7 separate regions of the Mus musculus genome follow, and regions 1, 2, 3, 4, 5 and 6 are each linked to region 7. The links are chromatin contacts, called in public HiChIP or PLAC-seq and promoter capture Hi-C maps. All regions are on one chromosome and are shown on one strand. The core of a region is the stretch at or near the end of the contact, and the rest is flanking DNA. Distances in the headings are between cores, read along the strand shown. Region 1 holds the start of Ppp1r15a (protein phosphatase 1, regulatory subunit 15A). Region 2 holds the start of Kdelr1 (KDEL (Lys-Asp-Glu-Leu) endoplasmic reticulum protein retention receptor 1). Region 3 holds the start of Grwd1 (glutamate-rich WD repeat containing 1). Region 4 holds the start of Dbp (D site albumin promoter binding protein). Region 5 holds the start of Ntn5 (netrin 5). Region 6 holds the start of Sult2b1 (sulfotransferase family, cytosolic, 2B, member 1). Region 7 holds the start of Fuz (fuzzy planar cell polarity protein).

Region 1 (4,266 bases), core at 231-2,730, 630 kb after region 7:
TGGGTTTGTATCCCGGAGCTATGGAAGCAGCAGAAGCTTGGTAAGTCTTCACTGTTTCTCCATCCTCTTCATTCTCAGCTGGACCACCCTCCAGCTGTGATGTGGGATAAGCGGGCTCAGCCACTCCCTCTTCTCTAGCCACCACCTCCCCAAGCCTCTTATCAGCCCCTTGCAGGCCAGCGGGCTGTAGTGTGGCCTTGCCAGCTGTGCGTTCCATTTCCTTCTCTCTAAGGTCATCTTGTCCTGGCTTTGCATTGTACTCATCAACATTTGAAAGTCCCCAAGTTTCAGGAGGGGAACTTTCAGCTTCCACAAGGCAGAGCCTCTGGGCTGCTTGACTCTGTTCAGGAGATCCACTTTCTTCAGTCTCCCCATGAGGGAGGAGGTTACCAGAGACAGGGGTAGGTGTCAGCAGAGCCGCAGCTTCTATCTGATCTGCTCCTGTTACTGTTTTTGCCAGCCATGCCTCTGGGACTTCTGGGCCCCTCAGGCGGCTCCAGGCCCGACTGAGCAAGCCCATCAGTGGGGACAGGAGATAGAAGTTGTGGGCGTCCCTCCAGTGCAGGACATGCTGGGGTCTTGGGCTCGGGGCCATGTGTCTGGGCTAGAAAGGGGGGAAATTTGTTTAGAAGTCGCTCTGGGAAACAGTCTCGGGTCACAGCACTGAGTCATGGTAACAAATAGTCACAGCAGCAACACGTGAATGCCTGCCTCGAATTCCAAATAACATTGCTCACACCCAACTCTGCCACTTGGTTAATCTCTCTCAACACCCAAGCTCTACATCCTTAGAACCAAGAGCCCACACTCTTAAACCCTTCCCTTAGCCCCAGTCACAGTTCCTGGCCAGCCCTTCTCAGACCTGTAAGAGTCTGGCTTTTTAGTGACCTTTCGTTCCTCAAGCTTGTGTTCATGCCCCTAAAACCTCCCTCTGCCTACCCCTCGGACCCTGGTTATTCCTCCTGGGGTCCTTCCCTTTATTTGGCGCTATACAGATATTGCCGGTCGAGCCTCCCGGCCCCTTTCCCTTTAAACGAAGAGTGTAGACGTGGGCTCTCCTCTCTCAGACCAAATAAGCCATCTGGGCTTCTGTGCCTTTTCCCCAAACCTGGAATCGCCCTCCAGCTTGCCCCCTCAGATTCCACAACTCTCTCCAGTCTCCTCGCCAGAGAGTCCTCCCTCAAAGGCCGCCCCATCCCCCACTCACCGGCGGGCTGCACGTCACCCCGGGGGCTGAAGCGCCGGTTCTGGTTGCCAAAAGCGATCGTGGGTCCGGACTGCTCGCGAAGCCAGCGGGTTCATGTCGCCCTCAGGCGTGGGGCTCGGGGACGCAATGTTTCACAGGCTGTAGCAAAGGCTGTCCCGGCCGGCAAAGGGATGCGGGGTCGCGCGGGATATCGCATGTAATCTTCCACAAACTCAGAGCTGACTCAATCTGCGCCAACATCGTCCACGCGGCTTTTATACCCTGACGCGGCGCTGTGCTGACGTCACCGGAGAGGCGGGGTCTCGGAAGTCCCTGGGAAAGGTGGAAAGAGGAAAACAACACTGAACTTCTCGCGGAGACTCCGCGCTCTGTGAGGTCACCGCAGCTTCTCAGGCGTGCCCTAGGCTCAATCGAGAGAGCCGTCGATCTCACGTAATTTCCGAGCAAGTACGCGAACCTTATCTGGCAGTCACGTACCGTGCCATTTCCCTTTCCTTTTATTTTCTTTATTTGAGAGGCTGGGACTGGTTTCCATCTCTGTAATCCTCCTGCTACTGTCTCCAGAGTGCTAGGATTAAGGGCGTACACCAAGACTTCCGACCTTTTTTCTCCAAGCAAGAGTGACTTTTTTTTTTTTTTTTTTTTTTTTTTGGAGAGTGGGGGGGGTTCGAAACAGGATTTTTCTGAGTATCCGTGGCTGATCAGGCTGGTAGATCAGGCTGGCTTCAAACTCAATGATCCACCAGCCTCTACCTTCTAAATGTTGGGATTAAAGGTCCCAGCCACCACTCCCCTGTTAGCAATGGATTTTTATTAGAAGACAAAACACCCAATGTTTTTAAATTTTATTTATGTATTTTTTTTAAATGTAGGAGTGGTCTGTCTGCTTGTTTACCTACGTGCTAGAACAGGTCATAAGATCCCATTACAGATGGTTGTGAGCCACCTTGTGGTTACTGAGAATTGAACACAGGACCTCTGGAAGAGCAGCCAGTGTTCTTAACCACTGAGCCATCTCTCCAGCCTTTGTTTGTTTTTCCAAGACTAGTTTCTGGTTGTCCTGGAACACAACTTTGTAGACTAGGCTAGCCTAGAGCTCACTGAGATCCGATTGCCTCGGCCTCCTGATTCCCGGATTAAAGGCTGGTGAGATGGCTCAGAGAACAGTGACAGCCAGGCGTGGCGCACGCCTTTGATCCCAGCACTCAGGAGGCAGAGGCAGGTGGATTTCTGAGTTCGAGGCCAGCCTGATCTACAAAGTGAGTTCCAGGACAGCCAGGGCTATACAGAAAAACCCAGTCTCGAAAAAACAAAACAAAAACAAAAAACCAACACCCCCCCCACCCCCCGCCAGAACAGTGGCTGCTATCTCACACCTCACAGGCAAAAAAAAAAAAAAAAAAGACAAAAACCAAGATTTTCTTTTAATCTTTTTTTTTTTTTTTTTTTTTTTTTTTTTAAATTTTTTTATTTATTTTCTGTACATGAGTACACAGTAGCTGTCTTCAGACACACCAGAAGAGGGCATCAGATCCCATTACAGATGGTTGTGAGCCACCATGTGGTTGCTGGGAATTGAACTCAGGCCCTCTGGAAGAGCAGTGAGTGTTCTTAACCGCTGAGCCATCTCTCCAGCCCCCTTCTTTTAATCTTTATGTGAGTGTTTTCTCTCTCTCTCTCTCTCCCTCTCCCCCTCTCCTCTGTGTGTATATTATATATCATGTCTGTATGGTGTACAAGGAGGTCGGAAGATGGCATCTGATCTTGTAGAACTGGAGTTAAGATGTTTGTGAAGCTCCACATGGAGCAATCTGGGGACTAAATTTGGGTCCTCTGCAAAGAATAGCAAGCACTTAAGCCCTGACCCATCTTTCTGGTCCTTTAGTTGTTTTTGGTGGATCTGTCTGTTTTTTGTCTTGTTTTCAGACAGGGATTTTCAGTATAGCCCTGGCTGCCCTGAAACTCACTCTGTAGGCTAGGCTGGTCTGGAACTCACAGAAATCTACCTGCTGCTTCCTTCTGAGTGCTGAGATTAAAGGCATGTACCACCATGCCTGCCCAGTCTGTCTGTTTTGAACAGGGTCTTACAGTATGTCCACACTGTCCTGGGACTCACAGGGTAAGAATCTTGGGCAATTCTCTTCCTGTGTACAGAGGAGCATCAACCTCTTCTGAGGTCTGCCCTCATGGACCCTCCTTCTTCTATGTCTATTTTTTTTTTTTTTTTTTTTTTTTAGTGCACGTTTCTGTTTTCTTTTTTTTTGTTTTTGTTTTTGTTTTTTGTTTTTTGTTTTTTGTTTTTTGTTTTTGTCTTTGGACAGGGACCTGTGTTGTATTCCAGAAGTGCCTGGAACTTACTATGCAATCTGGGCTGAACTGAACCCGTGTAGGCCAGCTGCCCCGAACACTCAGCAGTCCTACCCAGTGTGGAGGTTACAAGAGAGTGACCTCAACACAGTGTGGAGAACCCTGCTAAACAGACTCTCTGTCTTCACAGGCAGGCATCTGCATTTTTTGAATTTGTACAAAGGTTCTGCTTTTATAATTTGAATTTCTGATTGTCCTGCATTCTCATGGGAGTGGGGGACCTCTGTTCAAATCCCAGATATAGATCCAGAGACCCAATTCCAGCCTTTTCCTCCTGGTGTGTGTGTTTGTGGAGAAGGGGGGAGGGGAGGGGAAGGAAGGAAAGGGAGGGAAGGGAAGGGAAGGGAAGGGAAGGGAAGGGAAGGGAAAAGAAAAGAAAGGAAAGGAAAGGAAGGAAAGGAAAGGAAAGGAAGGAAAGGAGAGGAAGGAAAGGGAGGAGAAGAGAAGAGAAGAGAAGAGAAGAGAAAAGTGTGTGTGTGTAGCCTGTGTGTTGTGTTTCTTTCTGGGGATGGATCCCAGGGCCTCACACCTCACACACACTGGGCAGTGCGCTCCTGGAGTTACTCTCTGAGCTCCTCATTTAGTGCTTTCTTCCTCAAAATGCACTGAGGCTCCACACCTCTCTTATAATGGGTTATCAGTCTGATCTGAGGGAAACATTTCAAACTGGCCACTTAACTCTGCCCTTGCCA
Region 2 (4,140 bases), core at 1,580-4,079, 980 kb after region 7:
GGAAGTTGGGCCCCGGACATTGCGGAGGCTGTCGGGGTGTCCTCTTGCGGCCTGACCCCATGGGGATCCCCCTCCACCCACCTGGGGTGCCCCCCCTACTGGCTTCAGTCCGGGCTCCTCCCCTGGCTGGCATGTCCCATTACCTCTCCCTAGCTTATTGGCACCCCCTTTGTGCTCTCAGCACCCCCTCCCTTGTCTCTGTCTGTCTGTCTGGGTCACCTCTGAAGCCAGTGGCTCGTGTGTATGTTTTATAAGGAGCGTGAGGCTGCCTATCAGGGGAACTGCTTGCCCATTCCTTGCTTGGCCACCTCCAGACCCCCCCCCCCGTGCCCCCACTCTCAAGCACAGGCAGGAACACAGATGCAGATGCTCATACACACAACCTCACTTCCCTGGGATTCCCCCTCAACACCCCCGGACACACACACACACACACACACACACACACACACACACACACGCTTGCGCAGGGCCCCAACATGGGCGTGTTGTCGCTGCTCTCAGTGGCTGTTTGGACAGACAGGAGGACACAGGCATCCGGGGACACACAGACACTCGGCTGGACGCAGGCAGGAGGCACAGAACCCAGGTGCACACCATCCATCCAGGTTTGGGGGCTCAGGGAACAGATCGGGGGCCCGTGAGGTGCAGGCAGGAGGCTCAGGGTCGGTCCAGACAGACAGACCCCTCCTCCCTCAGCTACCGCCGCTGCAGCCCTTACAGACACACACCCCCCACCAGCCAGCCTGACACCAAGGCATACATCCTCACCTAGCAGATGGCTGTAGCACGAGAGACCCCTGGGGGCCAGGCGGACCCACCCAGGCTGGTACCCCTCAACAGGGCGCTGCTGGCCGAGGAGGCTGTGGGCGCAGGCGGAGGGTGGCTGGCGGCAGCGGCCACGGCTTGCAGGAGCCAGAGCGGGAGGGACTCGCACACTCGCTGTTCCCGCACACTCACTCAGGATGCGATTAACATTCAGTCCCCGTCCCTCCCTGCCAGGAGACCCACAGCTGCCCCCCTCACGCTTCCCTAGGGACCCCTCTTCCCATTAGGTCTGAGGGAGGGGGCCAGCCCTTACCCCATTTCAAAGTCTCTGATTTCCTCATGGGACCGAGGGGCTGCGACGAAATGGGAGGAAGCAGAGGTAGATGGACAAGGACACCACCTGGTACAGACAGTTTGAGACCTAGAGAGAGGGCTGGGGTCACTGTCACTTGCCCCTTCCCTCTTCTGCACTTCAGCACCCGCCATACTAAGACCCAGCCTGTGAATTTTATGGCTGCAAAGACAGGATGCATGCTGTCTCTCTTGGAGCCAGGAATCTAGACTCCAAGTCCCTTATCCCTTGGACCCAGTTGTCCAGATGCCAGCCCACCTCCCTCATACCCAAGGGACTAGACCCTAGTTCTTTCCCTCTAGACGGATGGGGCTGGATCCCAGTTCTCCTACCTCAGACTGTAGCCCTCCCCTTAAACCTATGGGGCTAGGCTCCCAGTCCCCTCCTCCCTCAGACCTAGATGTCCATACTCGACCCTCTTCTTTCAGGCCTAGGTGGCCAGACTCTGGCACCATTTTCTGTGACCTAGGGGTTAGATCCCAGCCATCCTCCCTCCAAACCAGGGGTCCAGAATCCCTGGATTCCAAGTTGTGGATCTTCTATTTCAGATTTGGGGTCCAATGCCTGGCCCTGTTCTCTCAGAAGCAGGAATTTAGATAACAGCCCTCCTTTCGAAGACCACAGATTCTCCCTTAGTCCTTCTCGATCATACCTGGGGGCCAGGTCTTGAGCAAGTTCCTCACTGAGGGACCACTTGATGAGTGAGGGACTAGTCTCTCACAGCTCTGAGTACACAATTCCCTGGAGGAAAACTGCTTCCTTTGTCACAGACACAGTAATCCTAAACTATAACCCTACTTTTGAGGTTCTGAGGTCCCATAAAGTCACCTGTCCATCTTGCCTCTGGTAGGACAGTCCTTAGTATCTAACATTGGGAGGAGTGTGCTTCAGGATTCCCGGGTCCCTGAGAATGGAAGTTGGAGGTGGAGAAAGAGAGGTGGAGGAGGGGAAGAGAGAGGGAGAATATGAATGTGTAGAGGCGCTGGGACCTAGGCCTGTAGCAGTCGATTGGAGCCCTGCTTCTCGTGCCCTAAGACCTGGGAAGACTCGGGTCATGACAGTTTCTGAAAGAGCCAGGACCTGGCATTTTGGGTCTTAGAAGGAGGATGGAGTTATGGGTGTAGATTCCCAGGTCAGAATGTTGAGCAATAAAGTAATTGTTGGGGATAGGATTGTAGAGGCGGTAGGCTCAGTCAGGATCCCCGAGTGTGTGGCAGTGGGGCCTGGGTTTTCTAACTGAATTGGGACTAGAGATCACAGACAAAGCTAGAAGTCTACCCTCTTAATCTCCAGGATTCTTGTTGTTGTTACTATTAGTATTAATAATTTGTGCAGGAATAGACTGTCACTGTGGAGCCCTAGGCCTGGAACTGGGGGGTCCCTCTGCTTCATCCTCCCAGTACTAAGATTACAGGCTACACCATCACCCAACACAGCACTAGGATCTTTAGATTCAGAACTCAAACTTCAGGATTCCTGTTTAAGGGCAGAGGTTAGACGAACTCTCTACAGTTCCTTACTAAAGAGAAGGCACCTGGGAATGTGGGACCCTAAAGACCCTTCCATCAGTTAGTAGGCTTATTCGATACGACTCTGCAAAGCAGGTTGCAGGCGCCAGAGGGCGCCAGACAGTCAACCCGCCCTTGGGGTGGCGCTACAGCTCAGACTCCTCCCTTCCCACCTCGGCCCTCCTCCCTTTTCTCCCAGCCAGCTTTACCACCAGCTCCGGCCTCGGCTCACCTTCCAGAGCCCCTTCCCCGGAGCTGAGCTACCGAAGGGCTTCTCTCCCGCCCTCAACCCAGCAGCACCGCAGCTCCGGGGCAGCCCGGCCGGCCAGCCTCCCCCCCCACCCAGCTCAGCCCTGCCCGAGTCCCCCAGTCATGAACCTCTTCCGATTCCTGGGAGACCTCTCCCACCTCCTAGCTATCATCTTGTTACTGCTCAAAATCTGGAAGTCCCGATCGTGTGCGGGTGAGAGGCCCCCCCGCGGAGAGGGGGCGGGAGCGGGCCGCTCTGGGGCACCGGGAAGGCTGGAGCTCGGCAGGTCAGAGTCCTCCCGGACTGCCTGCTGGGGATCACTTTTCTAGTTCTAGGGTCACCAGGGGGTCAGCTCCTTTCCCTAGACTAAGGGGTACACATAGTTTGGTGGGGGTGGCTTCGGGCGTTCAGTTCAACCTTCTGCAGCACCCTTTGGGACAGCTCTGGGTGTTCCGGGGCTGGGAACCAGGAGCCATGGCAGGCGGGGAGGTGGCTGGGAGTTGGTGACGTGGACTGTGGAAGGCCAGGAAGGGAGCGGGAGGAAGGTGACCGACTGGGAGGCTGAAGTCAGGCAGGGCTCTCCCTAGGTCCCAGTGTAGGTCTAGACTGTCAGGAGGACCTGAGGGAGACAGAAGGACCGGCGAGGCCTAGCCTGGGATAGAGCCTCGGTCTCTAGTATTTTTGGAGCCGGCTGCCCCCTGCCTGTGGATGGTGGAAAAAGGGCCGAGCTCAGGCTTAAAGGCCTTGGGGAATCGCTGTGGTCTAGAGCTCCAGCCGGCTGGCCCAGGCGCTGCATGTTAGTTTATTATTGCCCCAAGTAGCCCACCTCCAGCTCCCTCCACCCTGCCCTTCGTTCTCTGTCTCAACCAGGCATTTCAGGGAAGAGCCAAGTCCTGTTTGCTGTGGTGTTCACTGCCCGATATCTGGACCTGTTCACCAACTACATTTCACTCTACAACACCTGCATGAAGGTAGAGTTGCAGTCAGCCCCCTGTGGCAGGGTTCCAGGCCAGGGATCAGGGAGGAGTCACCAAAGAGGCTTGGGCCTAGACATATGGTCTGAGGGAGGTGGCTGGGGAACATGATTTCTCTCTCCCTCACCGTGACCTGAGGCCCTACCTGTGAGCTGAGATGCCCTGTTACCCTCTTATCAGGTGGTCTACATAGCTTGTTCCTTTACCACGGTGTGGATGATCTACAGCAAGTTCAAAGCTACTTATGATGGCAACCACGACACTTTCCGGGTGGAGTTCCTCGTCGTT
Region 3 (4,128 bases), core at 186-2,685, 930 kb after region 7:
CCCAGCCCTGACACTTGCTGCAGGTCTCTAGTCCAAGAACACCGACTTACCCAGTCCTCCTCAAATTCACCATTTACAAAAAACAACTCTACCCTAGGAACACCCTTATACTACCACACTCAGCATCTTGTAACAAACTACAAGCTTTCTCTTGTTCCCTTTCCCACTAGTATGTTATGTTCATGGGCCCAGAGCTTTCTGTCTACAGGCTAAACCTTCTGGGAATAATGTAACAGATACAGGTCCAACAGAGACAGGTCCAGCTACGGGTTGGCTTTTGCTCTACATGCTCCTTGTATACCGTCTCCCTTTTTTGCTCATCTACCTGATCATAAAGTGCTCTATTTATTGAACTTGAGGTGAGCGCTCTACCACTAAGCTGCCTTTGAACTCATTCTATCCTGCCTCAGTTCCTAAGCAACAGCTCAGTAACACCCTTGCGTTTCACCACAATCAGGAGCTGTTTCAGCCTTTATTATCTGTTTATCAGCTCATAGAGTGAAAATGTCTGAAAATGAGGGGGGAGGGAGAGAAGCTGAGGGGCTGGAGGAGGTACTGAGAGACATTTGGATCTAGGGGGAGGGGTGTGCTGCAGAGAATCCTTAACAAGCCCCTGGAAAGACTGTACCCGAACTCGGTTGATGCCACCGTAGTGAGGAACCATGGCCAGTTCCAGCTGAGGTTTCTGCTCCTCCTCATCCTCTTCATCTTCATCTTCCTCATCGTCATCACTGCCCTCTGAGGGTGACGGCCTGGTGCCATGGAGATTGTGCATCCGAAGCATCATCAGTCTGGGGAAGCAAATACGGGTTAGAAACTGAGTGCCGGGATGTTGAAGGAGGAGGGAGGCTGGGGTCCCAGACTTTTAGGTCTGGCATTAGCAGAGAGCCCTAATGCGTGGGGCCTTGTGGATGTCTTGCAAAGGTCCTGGGTCTCACCTATTGCTCTGGGCGCTCTCCGCCTGGGTTCCCGCACACAGGTAAAGACTGAGAGGGAGCTCTGTCCGGTTGTCGCCCAAGTGATCTCGAACTATGTCAAAGCTGAGACAAGGGGCGCCTAGGGATGGGCGGGGAGATTAGAGTTGCTGAGTAGGAACGAGAGACTGGGAACTCGGCCTCCACCTCCTCCAAAGGCCGGCAGTCTGCAGGGTCACAATCCTCAGACTCCAGACCCTTCGTCCCCCAGACCCCAAGACAGGCCTTTCATTTCCCTGGACCCGAGAGTCAGGTCCCTCTGCCTACCAGTTTGCGCACGATGGTACAGCACGTAGGCCTCTTCATCCATTACCAGCTCCTCTCCCTCGCTCAGTGGCGGCCCTCTGCCGGGCAGGTAGACCTGGGATGGGCCTTCGGTTCCTGGGTCGCAGGTTTCAGCCTCCATGGGTTCTCCGGTTTCACACGTGCGACTCCGGCCCTTGCGCGCCGCCATCTTCGAACCTTCTTGCCCCGGACGCGAAGTGAGAGCGTCACTTCCGGGTTTCACCTCCCACAGTCTAAGACCCGTCCCACTGTACTGTTACCTTGGAAACCTGTGAACCAGCCAGAAGAAGGTAATGCGCAGAGAGATGGCCGCCACAAAGTAACCGCGTCCTGGCTCAGTGAGAAGACTTATATTAGGAGCAATTTTGTCTTTCGTGTGACCTTGGGGAATTCTTCCGCGCAGCAATGGCAAGACCTTCTGGGAGTTGTAGTTCTACAGAAGTCCTCGGCTTCAGAGCCCTCTCCATCTTCCACCTTTCATTCCCAGGGTTGTCTTTCCATTTAGTTAATTATTCATGTATGTAAACGAGCACTTACTGGCAAGGAGACTGGGCTTCTGTTCCCCGAGGACCTTTAAGGCCGATTTCTTCTCCTCTCCTTGTTATGATGGTTTTAAATTATTTCAAAATGCTTTAGGGTAGACAGGCTGGACATTATGTATAAGTTAGTGGATTGGATCTATCCTCCAGGGGCAGACCATTTCCCAACCAGGCATTCCCAGGGCAGCTCTGGTCAGCAGGCACTTAATCAGAAAGTCTCTCTTGAGGCTGCTGCTACAACTGAGTCAGCTCTCTTTATCTACCCATGTACACCCGAGTTTTGGTTAATTGGAGTAATGAAATATTGGAAACAGATCCTCACTGGTGAGATTAAGGAGATTCAAGGCGTGGGTTGGCCACTCTCCATTTGCATAAAATAACCCATCAAATCATTCTTGCCAGTAGCAAGGAGTAGGTCTCTAGATTTGGTCCTAATTTGTGCATCCCTTTTTGTATCTCTACTCTTGGGGGTGTTGTCTCTGCCCTGTCACCTCTCCACCCCTCTCCCCTGGACTCTTGCCGCTTCCTGGGGTTGACTGTGCTTTCCCCAATCTCCTGTTTTCTAGGACTGGGGACTGAACTCAGGGTGTTATGAATATTACAACACCCTGCCTCCGCTACACCACCAGCCCAGTTTCTGTTGTCTGACTGTCCTCCCTAAGGACTCAGTTCTCAGTTTCCATTTTTCTCCAGAGAAGTTGAAGGGACAGACACAGAACTCAGGCTTGGACTGAGGAGGCGTAAAAACATGGTTTTATTCCAAACACTGCAGTGTAGGAGCGGGAGAGGGGAGGAAAGGTCAGGTGTGGGCTCCCAGACCCTCCTCTCAGCCCAGCCTCAGACCCTGCTGAAATCTGGGAAAGGAGACCTGGGGGTGGAGTGTCTGCTGGATTATCACTGAAGGGTCACAAATAAGGGCTGGACTTGAAGATGTGATTGGTGGCATCTGGGGTGGTAGGTGAGTGGGGGGAGACAGGTAAAGGTAGGACTTTCGTGGAGGAGAGGTCATAGGTCAGAGCCAACAAGGATCTAAAAGGGAGGGGTCATTGAGGTCTGACATGAAGGGTCACAGTCTGGTCGGGGCACAGTCTGGGGTCAGATGATCATTTTAGGTGTTGGAAGTCACAGTCTGGGGTCAGGGGTTTCTGTGTGGCGGGGCCAAGGTCTGGAGTCACAGTTTGGCATACGCGTCTCACAGTTTTGAGTCCTGATGAATGAAAGGTTAAAAACAGGCTCCCCTAGAGGTGTGTCTGGGGCTAGGGAGCTGCACAGTGATGTGAGGGCCATGGCCCGGAGCGTAGGGGTGGGGCGCGGCGTGACCCCCCCACACCTCCCGCCAATCAGGTGACGTTAAAAAGCCCTTTTCGGGTTTAAAAAAGAGTCGGTGGGCTCCAAGAACCCCGCCCCCTTGCTCTCAGGATGGGTGAGATTTGGGCGACCGAGTCCCCTCTGGCTCATAGTTCCCCCAAGGCAAGGGGGTGGGGCGCAGGACGCTGCTCCAGGCGAGGTCCAGCCAGGTCCGTTTCTGTCCTTCCCAACCCATGAGGGTCTTGTCCACTTAGCGCGTCCCCTCGGGTCGTGGCCTGCGCTGACCGAGGGGGCGGCGGGGGTGGGGGGCCCGAGCCGCGTCATACCTCGGACTCCAGGCTGGAGAAGTGCGCAGAGCCCCTGCGTGTGCCCAGGTCCCCGCCCCGGTGTCTCCGGTGAGATGCGGTGGGCAGGGGCGGCCCCCAATGCGCAGCGTGCGGACAGCGGCGCGCGTGGCGCGAGGGCCCGGTGAGCCTGCGCGTGGGGGCCGCCCGTGGGCAGGAGCTCAGGTCCTCCAGCGAACGCGAGGTGGGCGCGGGCGGCGGGAGGTCCCAGCCACCCGCCGCGCGCCTGTGTCGGTGGTGGTGCGGTGCGGCGGCGGGCGCACGGTGCGAAGCCCGGGGGCGGTGCGGGTGCGGTCGCGGACAACCACAGCGCGCCCGGCGCCGGGGCGGTGGCCCCGCAGCCCAGGGTGGAGGCGGAGGCGCCCACCAGCCACCGTCTAGGCCGTCGTGCGAGCAGCTGAGATGGCGTGGTGGCGGTAGCAGCTCCAGGCTGGCGCAGTGGCGGCAGTGCCATGCGGGGCCGCCGCGCGGGGGCAGGTAGTCCCAGCTACCAGCGCGCCAGCCCCCGAGCTTGTCAACCGACCAGTAGCGGCCGGGCGGCGGCCCGAGGCGCTCCGCATACGGGTAGGGGAAGTCGGCGAACCACCAGGGCTCCAGGCCACCGAGCGACGCTCCGCCCAGGCTCTCCGAATCCTCGGAGTCCGAAGGCGAAGGCTCGAGGTCCAGGTAGGCGCACGG
Region 4 (4,319 bases), core at 1,179-3,678, 810 kb after region 7:
CTCTTCCACCCCAGGTGCAGCTAATCCACTTCAACCAAGAACTCTATGGGAACCTCAGTGCTGCCTCAAGGGGCCCCAACGGCCTGGCCATTCTCAGCCTCTTTGTCAATGTGAGGGAGGCAAGGAGGGCAACTGGCTTCCAGGGTGTGAGGGACAGGGAGGCTGGGAGGCTAGCCTGGGGTGGTGGGTCTTTGTGGAGCAGGTCTGGGCTGCCGTCTCCCTCGCCTCGTGCCTCCTGCGTAGGTGGCTGGCAGTTCCAACCCATTCCTCAGTCGCCTCCTCAACCGGGACACTATCACCCGAATCTCCTACAAAAGTAAGTCCCCCAAGCTAGGGGTGGCGTCCCCAGTTCCTAGGAAGGCTGAGGAAGGAGGGTGGGCTACAGAGTAAGTTCAAGGTCAGCCTGGGCTACTTAGCAAGAGCCAGGGTGACAACAGAAAGGGAAGAGTGGTTGGAGATGATGCAGCTTGGTCACGAGCGCCTGGTCAGAATCTCCCGGTGAGGGGCTGGGGGCCTGGTGCAGTGGTACCTGCCTAGCATGTCCGAAGCCTTACATTCAGTCTCCATACGACAACAGACATAACTAAGTCCCTGTGCATTATCTGGGACCCCCTTTTACGCTGACTTGATGTCTGCGCAGATGATGCCTACTTTCTTCAAGACCTGAGCCTGGAGCTCCTGTTCCCAGAATCCTTCGGCTTCATCACCTATCAGGGATCTCTCAGCACTCCTCCGTGCTCTGAGACTGTCACCTGGATCCTCATCGACAGGGCTCTCAATATTACCTCCCTCCAGGTGACTGACACCCCCACCCCCCCCCACCCCCGTGTGTGCATGCTACTCCTGTCCTGAGCACCACCCCGGTCCACTCACCCGTGGTTTCTCTTGAGGCAGATGCACTCCCTGAGACTCCTGAGCCAGAATCCCCCCTCCCAGATCTTCCAGAGCCTCAGTGGTAATGGCCGGCCCTTGCAGCCCCTGGCCCACAGAGCCTTGAGGGGCAACAGGGACCCCCGGCATCCCGAGAGGCGCTGCCGAGGCCCCAACTACCGCCTGCATGGTATGCTTAGTGTGTCCCCTCCTTCTCCACGTCCTGATAGTCTGCACTTATTCCCAGTGGTTGTCTCAGTGTGATACATCCCTTGTCCTTTCTCACCTCTCCATATGGAACAGCCTGCTGCAGCCCACCCCTCTTTGCAGCTTAGTCTAAGGCCTGACACCCTGTTTTCCTTGTGGTACAATTACATACTGGTCCATGCCCTCTGCCTACTGTTACTTGCCAAGATGGTACGGTCCAGGTCACCTGTTTACAAATGGTATGACCCTACTTAGAGCTGTAGTCTTTCTGCTATTCCCTTTCTGAGAATCAGCGTGGTACAATCCCTCTGTCTTTCTTACTGCCACTGTGGCTCGGCCCCGGGAAATCGGTTAGTTTCTTGTCTGGTTTCTCAACATGGTACAGCCCAGAAGACCATATCCTCTCCATGTACCTTTATGCAAACCAGCCTATTCTGCACGTCCCATGTGGCCTTCTTCCCTCCCTACATGGTCTGGTCCAGGAGCTGATCATTCCCCCAACTTGGTATATTCCATTCCCCCTTAGCAGCCTGACTAGTAGAGTCCTATGTGCTCAGCTCCCACACCCCTCAAGCCGGTGCTTCCCTTTGCAGTGGACGGTGGTCCTCACGGTCGCTGAGACTCCCCAACGAGGATTACGCCCGCCTGTTCTGAGTTTCCTCACCAGGGGAGGGGATTCACCCCAAAACAAAGCTATTAAAAGGACTGAATGTTTCCGGTTTCTCGGTGGTTTATCAGTCGCGATTGAGGAACATCTAGATATTAAAAAAAAAAAATCCTTCCCGAAGCCCACTTCTTTCTGCCTTAATCTGCTCTAATTGATGTTCTGCTTTTTTTCCTCAATGAGTCTGTGAACACTCGGCTCCTTTAAGAGGTACCCCTCTTGCCCCACACCCGCATCCGATAGCACGCGCAAAGCCATGTGCTTCCCCCTTCTTCCTGCCTCATTGGCCCGAAGTGGGTCACGGTCCCGCCTCCAGCGCCTCCTCCCATTGGCCAAATATAGGTCAGTGTCCCGCCTTCTTCCAAAAGGCGAGGCAACTACACAAGTTCAGCCCCTCACGCGCCTCCAGGGTCTTGGCATATCCCTTCATCTCATTGGCTGAGCGTCTCAAGGGCTCGAGACGTGATTGGTTCTTGCCAGAAGCCGGAGGAAGGCACGCGGCTGGGGTGCATGGCCCAAGTGGAGGGAGGGGGCCCGGAGGAGGGGCGCGCGCTCTGGCGTCCGGTGTTTTGGTTTAGATTTTTTTTTTTCCGCGAAAGAAGTTTGCTTTGGCCACGCCTCAAGGCTGCCACCTCCTCCTGCCCCCTCCTCCGCCCCTGGGTGCACACCTCTGGGTGCAGATTGCAAAGCTCCTTTCTTTGCGAGAAGTGCAAAATTGGCTAGAGCCAGAGACTCGCCCACTTGGTACAGAAGGAGCGCGCGCCTGTGTCCCTTGGGGACCCACAGTTGCAAAGAGACAGCTGCTTGATTTGGTCACCCACTCGCCCAGACTATAGGAGCCTCCCGGGACAGTCTTTGAGTTGCACCTTTCTGCAGAACTGACTGGTTGAACCCCCGCAGCGCTCTTAGGATTTGAAGCGTCCTGATCCTGGAGGCTTGCACGCCGCGCTCTCCCGACTCTGGGACACATTCGCCCGAACCACTGGAGTGTGCGGGTGACTGACATATCATCTCATCTCTTCGACTCTCCATGAGCTCATGAACCTGGGAGCAGGTCCACGGCAATGGCGCGGCCTCTGAGCGACAGGACCCCGGGCCCCCTGCTGCTGGGTGGCCCGGCTGGGGCCCCCCCTGGCGGGGGAGCGCTGCTTGGGCTGAGGAGCCTTCTGCAGGGAAACAGCAAGCCCAAAGAACCGGCCAGCTGTGAGTTCTAGTCCCACTGTGTTAGGGACTCAACTGTTGGGGTGGTGGTCCACGGCACCTATCAGCTAGGTGTCCCATCTTTGCTAGTCTTCATTAGGTCACTTAGGTCTTCCAGTCCATCAGCCTCCAGGACCAAATCTGACGCCTGGAGGGCCTAAGGGTCAAGTCCCTGGAGTGTTCCTACTTGAGGACAGAGTTTAGGTGCCAGACCCCTCTTTCTTTCCTTTGGCCTCAGAGTCTGGACCCCTGGAGTCCTAGGGGAAGGGAGGGGGTGTGTCGGATGCTCACACGGTGCAGACACGGGCTTGGGCGGGGCCTCGCAGGGTCACATGGAAACTAGGGATGAGGAATGTGCCTGAGCAGTGGAGCCCCTTCCAGCCCCAACAGACTGTGGGGGAGGGGATGAGGGTGCTGGGGGTGGGAGAATTACTGAGCTGTCACTTTTTCTTTCTCACCTGCCCAACCTTTCACCCACCCTGTCACTAAACCCTTCTTTCTAAACTTCCATCCTCGTTCTCTGGGTCGCTTGTGCTTGTGTTTCTTAATCCCCTCCCGGGCCCCTAACCCTATCCTTCTGTATACTTTTGCCTTTTCCCCCTCTCCGGGTCCCCGTCTCCCTGACCCTCTATTGCTGGGGCCTTGTTCTCTTTTCTCTCTGGGTCTCCCCAAGCCCCGTCTTTATCCCTCTCTTCTTTTTCTGGGTTCTCTCCCTGCCTGTACCCACCTCCCTGGGTCTTTGCCCTACGGCTCCCGTCTCCTCACTTCTCTGTATCTCCGCCATATCTCTAACTTGGGGTCCCTCCTGTGTCCCTCCACCCCATCCGGTCTCTCCCTGGCCTACAGGTCTCCTGAAGGAAAAGGAGCGCAAGGCAACTCTGCCCTCAGCCCCCGTCCCGGGACCCGGCCTGGAAACGGCGGGCCCAGCCGATGCCCCGAGTGGGGCCGTTAGTGGCGGTGGGTCCCCTCGGGGGCGCTCAGGGCCTGTGGCTGGCCCGAGTCTTTTTGCGCCGCTGCTGTGGGAACGCACTTTGCCTTTCGGGGACGTGGAATACGTGGACCTGGACGCCTTCTTGCTGGAGCACGGGCTACCGCCGAGCCCGCCGCCCCCCGGGGGCCTGTCGCCGGCACCCTCTCCAGCGCGCACTCCCGCGCCCTCCCCCGGGCCCGGCTCTTGCAGCTCCTCTTCCCCCCGCTCCTCGCCCGGGCACGCCCCCGCGCGGGCCACTCTGGGAGCCGCCGGCGGCCACCGCGCAGGTGCGGCGAAGGGGCGGGGCTGTCGGGCAGGGCGGGGCCTCGCGACACTTTTGGAAGTCTGCCCAATGAGATGCTGCGATCCTTTAGGGGACTTGGGTCCCCAAATGCGAAAGGATTATTC
Region 5 (4,054 bases), core at 102-2,601, 790 kb after region 7:
CTTTTCTCATTGCAGTCATTTTCTTTCTCCTGGCTCTCTAGCCAACTCGAAGTGGATCGCCCAGCCCAGCCAGAGCACCAGGGAGCAGAGCTGGGCCAGAGAACCTGGGCAGAGAAGAGAAAGGGCTCAAGATGGCTTTGGGAGAGGGAGTGGATCTCGGAACACTTCCTGGTAAAGGCAGCAGCTTTGGGAAGTGCTCTGTTGCTGCCATCTTGAGGTGACGCCCAGCCTTCATCCGGCTATGCCGAGAGCGCCCTCTGGAGGCTGTTCCACAGCAAGGCCTGGAAGACTCAGTGGAGAGGCTGTGCTACCCACCTCCTTTGCCTGAGGCTGCAGACAGAGACCCTCTACTGTGGAGAGCAAACAGGCCTGAGCTCTCCCGAGGCTTGACCCTGTGAGGGTTAGGGTCTCGATACTTGGGGAGCTCCATAGCACCTCTGAATTAAGGACCAGCCACTTCCTGGGTGGGCTTGGCTTCCCCACAGCTGATGCTTTCTGGGGGTCCCCCAGCCAGCTCAGGCACCCAGAGCAAAGTGAGGAGGAGAACTCCCTCTGGAGACAGCGTAGGGACTTACCACGCTAGGCAGGCAGGATCCTGCAGCAGACCCAGACCTTCTCTGGATGTCTGACAGCCATCTGTCCTGCTCCACAGCGAGCCATTCGCAATTGTCTACAGAACAGACCAGCTTCCCGTCTTTCTGTCTAGAAGGTGGCCTGACAGTGCCAAGGCTGGGGCAAACCGGGGAGGACTTGCTGGACCCACAAGTCCCACGTGTCACCCTATGGCTCACACAGCCCTTGCTGGGGACATGGGTCTCAGATGTGGGATCCGTTGGCCTGAGCCTTCTCTTAAAGCTTAGTCCTCCTGCATCTGTGGGTCTTGTAGCTCTCATTTGTCCTTGTCCCTGCTCCTCTAAGATCCCAGCCTCAAGGGTCACCCGGCAGTACAGAGGGATCTCTTACTCCCAGGGCACCAGGTCCCTGAGTCTTGTCCTGGGCCAGTTCTGCACACTGGCAAGACAGTAGCTATGAATGGGGTGGGTGCTCAGGAACAAACCACACATATTCTCATCTTGCTCAGAGAGAAACCACAACACTCAAATGTTCAGACACAACAAGTTGTGGAAGTGTTTCAGGCTAAAAGCCCTGGGGCCTTTATCCACCAGTGGCTGGGGGGAGGGGGGAGCTGCCTTTGGCTTTTGCTACCTTCTTTTCCTCCCCAAGTTCAGCCAGGCTGAAAGTCTTCTCCGCTGCCCTCCTTGCAGGTAGCACTGGCCTCTGGTTTCCCCTACAGCTGATCTGAGGCTGGGAATTTTAGAGCTTGAAAGCAACTGACCTTAACACCGAGTTAACGCACTTGGGGCAGGAGGATGCAGGATGGGGAGGGGCTGGCTGGCTTGGGGTCGGCCAAAAGCAGGGGCTGGCAAGCTAAACTCCAGAGGTGCTGGGGCAAGTGGGAACAGGCCAGGACCCCAATCCCAGAACCCCAAGCTGTAGTCATACCCCTACCTGCTTGGATCCTTCTAGGCCGGCTTGTTTGGGGCCACCAAGCTTCAAGCCTGCTGGGGGCGACAGTGCTCCTGTCCCACGCAGTCTCGGGTGGCATGGCTGGCAAGGGTCCCTGTGGGAAAGCGTGGCTGCTGTTGGCTAGGGTTTGGGTGGGCGGTAGTGTTGGATTCTGCGGGCTCTGCTTTCAGCTCCCGCCCAGAACCCCCACTAGCCTGGGCCTGAGAACAGCCACTCTCACTCCTCCCGAGAGCCCTCCAAGTGCTTCTCCTACAGAAGAGTGTGGGGATGACCGACTACAGGACACTCTTTTCTTCTCCAGGCAGGTTTGACCAATGGCTGGGCCCTAATAGCCAGGTAGGAGGTGCATGCTGAAGAGGGGCAGGCAGGCAGAGTCCCTTATGGATCCCACTGGCCCAGGGAATTTGGATGGGCCTGCCACTGAGAGGTAGGAATGCTGTAGGCCCAAACGGGCAAGGGCTAGTTTCTGCCTAACCCCAAGAACACAGAGAACTCACAGCCTGGTACTTCACGGTGTTGAGAGCCGGAAGGTGGGACCTTGAAATTACCTAGCAAGAAACGTGTTTACATGAGGGGCTGGGGTGGGGGAGGCTATGGGTGCATAATGGCTCAGACTCCCGGGGGCAGGGAGTCTATGGACTGGGCAAGGGAGGCACCCTGCCTGGGAAATGTCAGTGGAGCACAGGGCTCTGATGTCTGGAGGTAAGGGTACATGCAGGGGGCTCAGGAAAGTCCCAAGATCCCCAGTCCTATGTGGGGGAAGCTGAAAGCCTTAGTCCTCTGGCTCCTAGCACTCCTTAGGCTCTGGATTTCTGGTTTCTAAGTGCCTTGGCATCGGGCACACACCTTATGCCACCTCCTGCTTTTTTTCCTCCCATATCATCTACCCCCAGCACTGGCCCCCATCTGCTCGGGGGCTGAGTGCTTGTGGAGTGTGGAGGGATTTGGGTCCAGGTCTGAGATTTGGGGTAGCAAGTGGGGCCACCTCCCAGCAAGTCCCAGAAAAGTAAGTGCAGGGCCCCAACACCCTGAGCCCTAAAGGAAGGCCAGGCTCTGCCTTCCCAGTACCTGAGGGGTCTGCTCTCTAACTCCAAGGCTTTGTTGGTTTCCAGCTCCTTCAGCACCACCTTCCCTCAGCACTCTTCTCTGGCTACACACCTGGAGGGGAAAGGGTTAAGGGTGGAGGGCTGGAGTGGGTGGCAGAGAGGCCAGGGTTTTTTGGCAATAATCCGCCTTCCGTGCCCTGGGTGTGGAGAACAAGGTTAGAACCCCATGTGGGAAAGGCTTCCACTCTGACCCACGTGGGCCAAGGCCTCTTCTTCTGATTTTCTGCCAGGCAGTAGTAGCTCTCCTCTCCCTCTCGAGCCTCCCCTGGGCTTTCATGCCTGTCTCTGAGCCTACCTGCTCTTCCCTCCCAGCCCCAGAGCCTCTAGCTTCATGCCATCCAACTACCCAGCCGGACACCCGGTCCTCTGCCCTGCCCTGTCTAGCCTCCGGCTTTCCCCGGGTCTGTGCTGGACTCTGCTCCTCTTCTCTGTGGGCTTCCTCTCTCGGCCAGGCTCCTCCATCTCTTCTCTGTGGGCTTCCTCTCTCGGCCAGGCTCTTCCATCTCTTCTCTGTGGGCTTCCTCTCTCGGCCAGGCTCCTCCATCTCTTCCGTGACTCGCTCTCCTAGGTTTTCACATCTGTCGGTCCTGCTGGCTCCTCATCTCCCCTCACCCTCTCCCCAGGGCCTCTACCCCTCGACACTGATGGATAACTTTGGGGTGTTAAGCTCTGGATTAGTTCAGGCAAAATTCTCAATTTTGCTTGCGTTCTTTCCCTGTGGGTTATGTAAACAGTAATTCTCCCCAGATGGAACTATTTTCCTCGCTTCGAGGCAGCTGGGGAGGGGGCTCAGGCAGGACCAGGAGGAATGCAGGGTCTGCAGGAATCCTCAGCAGGGTGGACACCAACTGACCCCATCTGCCACCTCTGTCTACAGGTGCCGGCTCTACTGTGACCACGCCCATTACCCTCAGCCTCTTGCTCCTCCTTAGCCAGGCCACCTCAGACCCATGCTATGATCCAGGAGGGCGCCCTCGCTTTTGCCTCCCACCAGTGACCCAGTTGGTTGGCAAGGCAGCAGCCCCCTGCTCTCAGACCTGTGCTCTTCCTGCAGCCAGCCCTGGCCCTGCCTGCAACAGTAGTCTGACCCTGGACCTGGACGGCTCCTTCCTCTTGACATCTGTGACCCTGCGTTTCTGCACAGCGGGACCTCCAGCCCTGGTTCTTTCTGCTGCCTGGGCCACTGGGGGGCCCTGGAGGCCACTATGGCGTAGGCCTGCCTGGCCTGGGGCTCTGGGGGGCCCCAAGAAGGTAACCTTTCACTCCCCCCCAGGCCCCAAGACCAGGATAGTGGCCAGCTACCTCCGTGTGGAGTTCGGGGGAAAAGCAGGGCTGGTGACCACTGGAGTAAGAGGCCGCTGCCAGTGCCACGGCCACGCTGCCCGCTGTGCCACTCGGGCCCAGCCCCCACGCTGCCGCTG
Region 6 (3,715 bases), core at 150-2,649, 850 kb after region 7:
ATTGTTTATTTGTTTAAATATGTTTTTTGTTTATTTACTATTTGTCTCCCCATGTAGCCCTGGCTGGCCTCGAACTCACCTGCCCCTGCCCTCTTAGTGCTGAGATTAAAGACATATGCTGCCCGGGGGCACACTCTTGATAGCTAATTGATAGAGAAGGTCCTAGCCCACTCAGGGCAGTGCCCCTCCTGGGCAGGGGCCTGGGGTTTATAGAGTTAGCTGAGCAAGCTCTAAGGAGCCAGGCAGTCACAGCAGGATCCTGTGTGATTTCTGCTTCTGTTCCTGATTGCGTTGCTTCTCTGTGATAAGGCTGGGGCCTGGAAGTGTAAGCCACACAGGGCCTGTCTTCCTTCGGTTGCTTTTGGTCAGGTGGTCTATTACAGCGACAAAGAGAGAAGCAGAATGCGCAGTGGCTTTCCTTCTCTGTGAAGACTGTGGAGTAGTCTGCATGCGAATTCACACGAAATGAGGAACCTCCTCCACAGACACGCGCGGTTCCGAGAACAAGCAACAGCCAGGGCAGACAGAGCGCTCAGAGAGAGCCAGATTAACCTTCCAGTGGATAAGCAGAGGTTTACCCAGTGACACTGTGCCCAGCAGCACACACCTGCCATTCCAGAACCCGAGACACTGAGACAGCAGGACCAGCTGAGGTTCAAGGCCAGCCTGGGCTACATGAAAACCTTTCTCAACAAAAATGAACAAATTACCCAGCAAACCATGCGCGGCTGGTGGCACTCAGTGCTGTGAAGGCTTGGGAGACAGGGAAGGATTGGGGACACTGTGGCAGCCCTAGAGGGGAGGGGACATTAGCTAGGCCTTCAGAGTCTCCCTGGAGCAGGGACTTAGTGCGCAGTGCAAAGGAAGGTACTGTTAGCAGAGGACAAGCTGCCGGGTTCTGCAAAGCAGGCTCCTCCCCTTCCTCCTCCCTTCTCTCCTCCCTTCCTCCCCAGCCCAGACTAGCACTACCGGTACCTGATTTGGGGTAGGTGACAATGAAGATGTCGTCGTCCCGCACGTTGCTAGTGTTCTCAGCCAGACTGAGGCTCTCCGGTGAGTACATGCCGACAGGAAAAGGGATACCTTTGTATCTGAAGTATTCACCTCCAAAATTCCAGCTGAAAGAGGGGAAGGGCACGTGTAAAGAAGACCAAGGAGGTGGGCAAGAGTCGCAGGGCCCTCCATTCACACGCCAGTGAGGAGTGTCCTTTCTCTGAGCCCCGTGTGTCCACCTGAGGAGTAGATCCACTTCAACTCCACCACAGCAGTCCCGTGATGTCATACTGTCGCCCCCACACTATGGGTGTAGAAAGCTGAGCGTGGAGGGTGGGAGTGACTCGCCCAAAGCTACGCTTCTGGTAGGAGGAAGGGTACTTCATGTCTGCAAAGTGGAGCTAAGTGTTCTCCTTATGTCTATTCCACATCCCAACCCTGGAGGGCGACACCACGTCATCAGGCCATTTTCCGAACGAGGAACCCAAGCCAAAGGTGGCAGGTGCCCCCGCCAACGCTGCACGCTGCAGAGCCCATGTGAGAACCCACGATGACTCACCGAGAAGCTAAAACGATCTAGCTGTTTGTCCCAAAGCCATGACGCATTTACGCAGCCACGAAACCGAGTTTCCAAAGAGAAGACTGAACCTAGACCTTTCAGAATGGTGCAAGAAGTGGTCCACTACGGAGCCCCGCCCCATCCCCCCCCCCCCCGCACTGTGAGCCCCGCCCACAGCCCTCTATTAATTTGTTGGAGACAGAGTCTCACTAAGCTGTTCTGGCTGGTCTTGAACTTTTGATTCTTGTGTGTCAGCCTCCTAAGTAGCTAGGATGACAGATTTGGGCCACCAGGCTCATGTGGGACACATATTTTATCTACTGATTTTTTTGTACTGATGGAGCTTGAGCCTTGATGCTGACACATTAGGCTATCACTCGACCACCACGCTACAACCCTTGGTTTCATGTTTTGAGGGAAAAGGAAACCACAGCATATTGCTTTGTTTTGAAGAAACGCACCCACTAAAAGTTCCTAAGAACAGCCTGGCTTCTGGATGCCGCATCTGCTTCGTTCCTCTGACTGGTGGGACCTCTGTGAGTGAGACCAGTGGATCACATCACGCTGGTCATTCCCAAAGGCTGAGACAGGAGGACAGAGAACTAAAGGCCAACTCCAAAAGTACAGGGAGATTTGGACTCAAAAAGGAAAAGACACTGGGGTGTGGTGGCGCACACTTTAAGTCCCAGGCAGAGTCAGGGAGATCGCTGAGTTTAAGGCCAGCCTGGTCTACAGAGTGAGTTCCAGGACAGCCAGGGCTACACAGAGAAACCCTATCTCGGAAAAAAAAAAAAAAAAAGACAGGGTTTCTCTGTGTAGCCCTGGCTGTCCTGGAACTCACTCTGTAGACCAGGCTGGCCTCGAACTCAGAAATCTGCTTGCCTCTGCTTCCCGAGTGCTGGGATTAAAGGCGTGCGCCACCACGCCCGGCTGAGAAACCCTGTCTTGAAAAACGAAAAAAAAAAAAAAGAAGAAAGAAAGAAAGAAAGAAGAAAGTTTGTAGTGGTAGAGCCCCTACCTAGAATCCCCATTCCAGCTTACACTTCTACATTGCTGTTCATCACTAAAGGAAGTCAGGACTGGAACTCAAGCAGGTCAGGGAGCAGGAGCTGATGCAGAGGCCATGGAGGGATATTACTTACTGGCTTGCTTCCCCTGGCTTGCTTAGCTTGCTTTCTTATAGAATCCAAGACTACCAGCCCAGAGATGGCACCACCCACAGCCCCCCCCCCCTTGATCACTAATTGAGAAAATGTCTTACCGTTGGATCTCATGATCTCATGGAGGCATTTCCTCAACTGAAGCTCCTTTTTCTGTGATAACTCCAGCCTGTGTCAAGTTGACACAAAACCAGCCTGTACACCCAATGAGGGGCAGGCGACGTGGCTCAGTGGTAGAGCCTCTGCCTAGAACTCCCCAGTGAGGGATGGGCATGGCTGTATGGTGTGTCACTAGGCCCTAGAACAGCAGTAATGACAATGCTGACAACGAGAGTTTGGTTTTGAGGTAAAACTCAGACACATGGAGGAGAAGGCATTTAGGAACGCTCACTGTGGGATGCTCTCTGTGCCTTGGGTTTTCTGGTGTATAGATGGATATAATGCCTGCTACCTTGTAGCATTTTGTAAAGCACTCGGGGCTCTGTCTAACCTGGAGAAAGCATTGTATCAAAGTTGGTTAAATTTCCACAGAGAAGAAAGGCAGGAGGCTGGCTGTAAGTGGTCAGCATCCATCCTGGTTTGAAGCTCACATCCCATAAATCTGAGATTTCTAAGGAATAACCATTTTGTCCAGCAGTGGCCCAGCATTATCAAGGCCCTGTTCAGGCCAGCCTGCTCAGTGTTCAGCCTGTTCAGTGTGCCTTGTAAGTTGTAAATTCTCTAGATACTACATTTGTTCAGTGATGTTATCCTACCCCTCCATAGGTTGAACCCCAGGAATGTGTGACATCACCAGTTACCAGGCAGATTTGGATGACCAGGCAGGAGCAGTGAGGTCAATGGTTACCAGGCAGATTAGCTGGTGAAGGTCTGCCAGTGGCAAAGTCTAACGAGCCTTGCCTCCTTGAGTCTCCGTTTCCTCACCTGTCACAAGCAGCCAGCAATAATTACTGCTTCAAGCCTTCAGTCCTACTGAGGATTATAAGTGCTTGTATATCTTAAG
Region 7 (4,177 bases), core at 939-3,438:
TAAGGTTTCATTTATCTGTCTATCTATCTGTTTATTTGTGGATTTGGCAGGAGATATCAGAGTAGGCCAGGCTGGCCTTAAGGGACTGTGCAACCATGCACACATTTTAAAATTATTCTACGAATCTGTTTTTTCCATATACAGAGTACATTTGTTAATTATTCTGTAGGAACTACAGGAAATAAAATCCAGAATAAAAACAACATCCAAAAAAGTTACTTTAAAATATTGTTTCATAGGATCTAGAGAGATAGCAGCTAAGAGAACTGGCTGTTCTTTCAGCGGACTGCTATTCAAGTCCTAGCAACCACAAGGCAGTTCAACTCCAGTTCCAGGGTATCCAACACCCTCATATAGACACCCATTAAAGCAAGACATCAATGCACATGAAATATAAATAAATAAATTATTTTAAATTATTTAATTTAATAAACAAAGCAATTGCTCTCAGACATACAGTAATCAAGCAGCTAAAACTGCTAACTCAGCAGGGTGTAGCAATGCAACATGGGAGAACTGAGCATAAGGACCAAGGCCAGCCTGGGCTACACAGCACGATTTTGTCTCAAAAAATTATTTTGTTTTATTGTATCATTTAAAATACAGAAGGAGAAATCTAATATTTGTCGGTGGAAAAAATTGTTCAATTCCTTGCACTTATCAAAATTGAGTATAGCCGGGCAGTGGTGGTGCACGCCTTTGAGGCAGAGGCAGGTGGATTTCTGAGTTTGAGGCCAGCCTGGTCTACAGAGTGAGTTCCAGGACAGACAGGGCTACACAGAGAAACCCTGTCTCAAAAACCAAACAAACAAACAAACAAACAGAGTATAAAAAGACATTAGAAGGGCTGAGATGGGGGCTGGACTGGACTGGAGAGATGACTCAGCTGTTAAGAGCATTGACTGGTCTCCCAAAGGTCCTGAGTTCAAATCCCAGCAACCACATGATGGCTCACAACCATCTGTACAGCTACAGTGTACTCGTATATATAAAATAAATAAATAAATCTAGAAAAAAAAAAGAAAGGAAGAAAGAAAGAAAAAAGAAAGGAAGAAAGAAAGGAGACTGAGATGTTGAAAAAGGAATCGGAATTTCAAGGACACATGGCAAGTCCCAGGTCTGCATGGGCTACATGAGACCACACCTCAAAAATACACTAAACAACAACAAGCAAAAGAGAAAGAAAGGAAAGCAAAGAAAAAGAGAGTGGCTGGCATTCGCCATTCCAGGCCAAACAGCTACCCTGAGTTCCAGGCCAACCAGGCCTAAAGGCTGCAACTCACCCAGAAAGTAGAAAATAAAGACACGAAGCTGTAGCCATACTATTTTAATAGCCATACTATTTTAAACTAGAAAATAAATTTTGATTCTTACAGTGCGTGTGCCATGGCATGTGTACAGAGGCCAGCTTTGTGGAGTGAGCTCTCTATTCTACCATGAAGATTCCAGGGGTTACAAGCTTCTCAGGTCTTCATGGCAAGCCCTGGGATGTGCTGAGCCATCTCCCTGGCTCCTAGCCATCCTTTGGAAGAAAGCTTTGGAAGTGATAGTACAGTGATCATATCTGTGAAAATCTGTCTTGCTACCTCGGTGCTAACTTCTATTGTTGCATGGAACAAAGTTTTCCGTGTTTTACCTTTCGACACGATACACCATCATTGGCATTAATTCGTTACAGAAATTACGTGGTTTTCATGATTTTGGAAAAGGTTCTCTTCTGCCTTTCACTAATAACAAAAACAACCATCTCATTTGGTGGTTACTAGGCAACACTGCCTGGATCAAACCATTCTGAAAAAATGAGAGGGAGACGGTGGCACAGCGGTTCGGAGTTTTGAAACAGAAATTATTGTGAATGGTAGTTGCTAGGCAACGCCTGAGCATACGGCCATCTTTGACTGGGGCAGGGTATTTCCCACTATGGAATGAAAGGCCACGCTGCAGTTGCCAGGCAGTGCCTTAGCACTGTCCCCATCCTCAACCAGTTGTTTAAAAAAAAAAAATTAGCACGTAATTACAGCACACATGAAGGTTTGTAGGCAACACCTTAGCACCATCACCATCTTCAAACTAGATTCTTCATTCTCGTTATACAAAAGATGTGAAGCTGTCCAGGAACAACTTGAACGCTTGGCAAGCAATACTTGTCGCCATCTTTGTTAGGGTCATGATGACTTCCGGCCGGGGCGGAAAAAGAATCCTGTTGGAGGGGCTGAGTTGATGAAGGCAGGAATTTAGCCATCCGGCTTCTCGCCCTCTGGCGGCTCCAAACGGCAGGCCGACTTGCTTTCACTACCCGCATGCTCCTAGATCCACACCGAGAGTCTCCAGGGGGGTGACTTGTCGGGTGCGGGCTTCCAGATGGGGGATGAGGGGCCGGGAAGCCCGGTGCATCTGCTGTGCCTCGCAGCCTCTAGCGGGGTTCCCCTGTTTTGTCGGAGTAGCAGCGGCGGCGCCCCCTCCCGTCAACAGGTGGGGGCATTCGACTCCTTCGTCTAAATAAGGGGTTTGGGAAGCTGGGATGGCATACCGTGCAGGGAGTAGAGGCTCGGAGCCTTTAGGGGACTAATAAGCCTGGTTTCCTGAAGAACTTTGGGGGGATGTGGGGAGACGGCAAAGTGGGACAGTGAGGTCTCAATGCTTCCCCACTCTTCAGCTTCCTTTCTCTGTCATCGGCTCTCTCAATGGAGTCCACATGTTCGGCCAGAATCTGGATGTGCAACTGAACTCTGCAAGAACGGAAGACACAACCGTAGTGTGGAAGAACTTCCATGACAGGTCCCTTGGCGGGAGCAAGGGAACAAGATCTGGGCAGTGGTTCCTGGCTTAGGTGACCCCAGAGTCCTGCCAGTGGTGACTTGGCTGTGGGAATCTTTGATAAGCTACTCACCCTCTCTGATCCCTGCGTTCCCAGCAGAATGTAGCCAGCAGCATAGGAATAGCCCAGAGACGCTGAAGCGCTTGGCTCCGTTTCCCAGGCCTGACCTCTACTTCATTCTTGCTTCTCTTCTTTCCTCCCCACAGTATCACTCTCATTGTTCTGTCATCTGAGGAGGGCACCTCTGAGCTGAGGCTGGAAAGAATGCTCCACATGGTGTTTGGGGCCATGGTGAGACTGGGCCCTTTTTTCTCCAAAACTCAAGAGAGCTGCACCCCCAGCCTCTTCTCCTTAGTCCAGACCTGCATTTTTTTCTCACACCCAGACATCCAGACCTCAGCCCTCTTCCCTCATACCTAGGAGTCCAGGAGCCCGACCTCCACCTTCATACACAGGGATCCAGACCTGGCCTTCCTCTCAACACCCATTCAAATACTGTCCTCTCTGACTAGATCCTATTAAGGACCCCGCTGTCCTATGTGATTCTTCTAGGTTCTCATTGTGGGACTTGAGGAGCTGACCAATATCCGGAATGTAGAAAGACTGAAGAAAGAATTGAGGGTGAGGCTGTGGGATGTGAGTGACGTTAGGATCCCTAAGTCGTGCCCATTTGTCTGGAACTACAATTCCCACTATGCATAGGGAAAGCCCATGGGTTCTTGAAGAGCTTGTTTAATCCTGGAGCTGGCCTCAGGTTTTTCTGGGCTGATCTGGCCTACGTGGGTCCTAGATGCCTCTTTTCCTCTACCAGGCCAGCTACTGTCTCATCGACAGCTTCCTGGGGAACTCAGAACTCATCGGAGACCTGACCCAGTGTGTGGACTGTGTCATTCCTCCAGAGGGGTCTGCCATGCAGGTATTGGGGCAGCTATAGAAATAACTGTGTCCCCACGGTTCTGCTCAGCCTTCCTTTGTTTTCTTTCTCTGGACATTGTCCTAACTCCCTCTTATCATCCTGGAATCAAGTTTTACCTGGAACCTTCTCACCAGGGTACACTGACTGCTTGCCTCCTGTCCTGCAGCTTCGGCCTCACAAGCACCCTGCCTTCCTGCCTTGCAGGGAACCCTGTCTAGGCAAATCCGCCTCACCCCATTCTAAGACAGGGCTCCCAGGCTGTCTTGGGACTCTCTCTGTAGGCCAGTCCGGCCGACCTCCAACTTACAACTCACAAACACCCACCAGCCTTTGCCTCTGAGTGCTGGGATTAAAGGCGTGCTCCACCATGCCTGCCCAATCTTCCTTTGCTAAAGTTATGCCTCTCCTGGCAGCATGTCCTGACCTCAGAGCTTCCGTAGGTC

Evidence for each region. Promoter capture Hi-C pulls out the DNA fragments that hold promoters and counts their contacts. HiChIP or PLAC-seq counts read pairs in DNA pulled down with a chosen protein or histone mark. Capture Hi-C pulls out chosen DNA fragments and counts their contacts.
Region 1: a promoter capture Hi-C map of adipose tissue shows a contact between it and region 7. The contact joins the promoter of Ppp1r15a here to the promoter of Fuz in region 7. A contact is called at or near these places in 1 of 39 promoter capture datasets (pre-B cells), 3 of 115 datasets of contacts at active chromatin or transcription factors (pancreatic cancer cells, regulatory T cell precursor and thymic regulatory T cells) and 2 of 9 other capture datasets (adipose tissue and liver).
Region 2: a contact with region 7 is called in a promoter capture Hi-C map of liver, with 2.9 times the contacts expected there. The contact joins the promoter of Kdelr1 here to the promoter of Fuz in region 7. A contact is called at or near these places in 4 of 39 promoter capture datasets (cranial neural crest, liver and second pharyngeal arch cranial neural crest), 1 of 484 Hi-C or Micro-C datasets (muscle stem cells), 1 of 115 datasets of contacts at active chromatin or transcription factors (thymic regulatory T cells) and 3 of 9 other capture datasets (adipose tissue, liver and pancreatic islet).
Region 3: a contact with region 7 is called in a promoter capture Hi-C map of liver, with 2.7 times the contacts expected there. The contact joins the promoter of Grwd1 here to the promoter of Fuz in region 7. A contact is called at or near these places in 2 of 39 promoter capture datasets (both in liver), 1 of 115 datasets of contacts at active chromatin or transcription factors (astrocytes) and 1 of 9 other capture datasets (liver).
Region 4: a promoter capture Hi-C map of adipose tissue shows a contact between it and region 7, with 3 times the contacts expected there. The contact joins the promoter of Dbp here to the promoter of Fuz in region 7. A contact is called at or near these places in 7 of 39 promoter capture datasets (cranial neural crest, frontonasal cranial neural crest, hippocampal neurons and 3 more), 2 of 484 Hi-C or Micro-C datasets (CD4 T cells and Th1 cells), 5 of 115 datasets of contacts at active chromatin or transcription factors (Th17 cells, astrocytes, bone marrow-derived macrophages and 2 more) and 3 of 9 other capture datasets (adipose tissue, liver and pancreatic islet).
Region 5: a contact with region 7 is called in a FOXA1 HiChIP or PLAC-seq map of pancreatic cancer cells. The contact joins the promoter of Ntn5 here to the promoter of Fuz in region 7. A contact is called at or near these places in 5 of 39 promoter capture datasets (cranial neural crest, frontonasal cranial neural crest, liver and 1 more), 2 of 115 datasets of contacts at active chromatin or transcription factors (large pre-B cells and pancreatic cancer cells) and 1 of 9 other capture datasets (liver).
Region 6: an H3K27ac HiChIP or PLAC-seq map of regulatory T cell precursor shows a contact between it and region 7, with 5 times the contacts expected there. The contact joins the promoter of Sult2b1 here to the promoter of Fuz in region 7. A contact is called at or near these places in 3 of 115 datasets of contacts at active chromatin or transcription factors (large pre-B cells, pancreatic cancer cells and regulatory T cell precursor).

Annotation. Positions count from the first base shown.
Region 1 is chr7:45,524,788-45,529,053 of GRCm38.p6, forward strand. Ppp1r15a (protein phosphatase 1, regulatory subunit 15A) reads right to left here and starts at 1,481. Exons shown (of 3, transcript NM_008654.2): 1 at 1,208-1,481; 2 at 1-604. The coding sequence starts at 595. It also overlaps a transcript of Plekha4 not described here.
Region 2 is chr7:45,870,011-45,874,150 of GRCm38.p6, forward strand. Kdelr1 (KDEL (Lys-Asp-Glu-Leu) endoplasmic reticulum protein retention receptor 1) reads left to right here and starts at 2,830. Exons shown (of 5, transcript NM_133950.2): 1 at 2,830-3,091; 2 at 3,749-3,849; 3 at 4,033-4,140. The coding sequence starts at 3,001. It also overlaps a transcript of Grin2d not described here.
Region 3 is chr7:45,829,354-45,833,481 of GRCm38.p6, forward strand. It overlaps Grwd1 (glutamate-rich WD repeat containing 1), which reads right to left and starts at 1,436. Exons shown (of 7, transcript NM_153419.2): 1 at 1,242-1,436; 2 at 939-1,056; 3 at 629-791. The coding sequence starts at 1,428. Grin2d (glutamate receptor, ionotropic, NMDA2D (epsilon 4)) reads right to left here. Exons shown (of 12, transcript NM_008172.2): 12 at 3,130-4,128. The coding sequence ends at 3,427.
Region 4 is chr7:45,702,819-45,707,137 of GRCm38.p6, forward strand. Dbp (D site albumin promoter binding protein) reads left to right here and starts at 2,429. Exons shown (of 4, transcript NM_016974.3): 1 at 2,429-2,944; 2 at 3,788-4,198. The coding sequence starts at 2,806. It overlaps Car11 (carbonic anhydrase 11), which reads left to right. Exons shown (of 9, transcript NM_009800.4): 5 at 15-110; 6 at 244-316; 7 at 641-795; 8 at 895-1,060; 9 at 1,671-1,853. The coding sequence ends at 1,696.
Region 5 is chr7:45,682,671-45,686,724 of GRCm38.p6, forward strand. Ntn5 (netrin 5) reads left to right here and starts at 1,352. Exons shown (of 7, transcript NM_001358870.1): 1 at 1,352-1,828; 2 at 3,511-4,054. The coding sequence starts at 1,795. Sec1 (secretory blood group 1) reads right to left here. Exons shown (of 4, transcript NM_001271578.1): 2 at 2,596-2,685; 3 at 1,510-1,621. The coding sequence starts at 1,606.
Region 6 is chr7:45,741,079-45,744,793 of GRCm38.p6, forward strand. It overlaps Sult2b1 (sulfotransferase family, cytosolic, 2B, member 1), which reads right to left and starts at 1,400. Exons shown (of 6, transcript NM_001360784.1): 1 at 976-1,400. The coding sequence starts at 1,282. Gm31597 (a long non-coding RNA gene) reads left to right here and starts at 884. Exons shown (of 3, transcript XR_391433.4): 1 at 884-1,053.
Region 7 is chr7:44,893,891-44,898,067 of GRCm38.p6, forward strand. Fuz (fuzzy planar cell polarity protein) reads left to right here and starts at 2,189. Exons shown (of 11, transcript NM_027376.3): 1 at 2,189-2,472; 2 at 2,657-2,778; 3 at 3,025-3,109; 4 at 3,371-3,439; 5 at 3,630-3,734. The coding sequence starts at 2,362.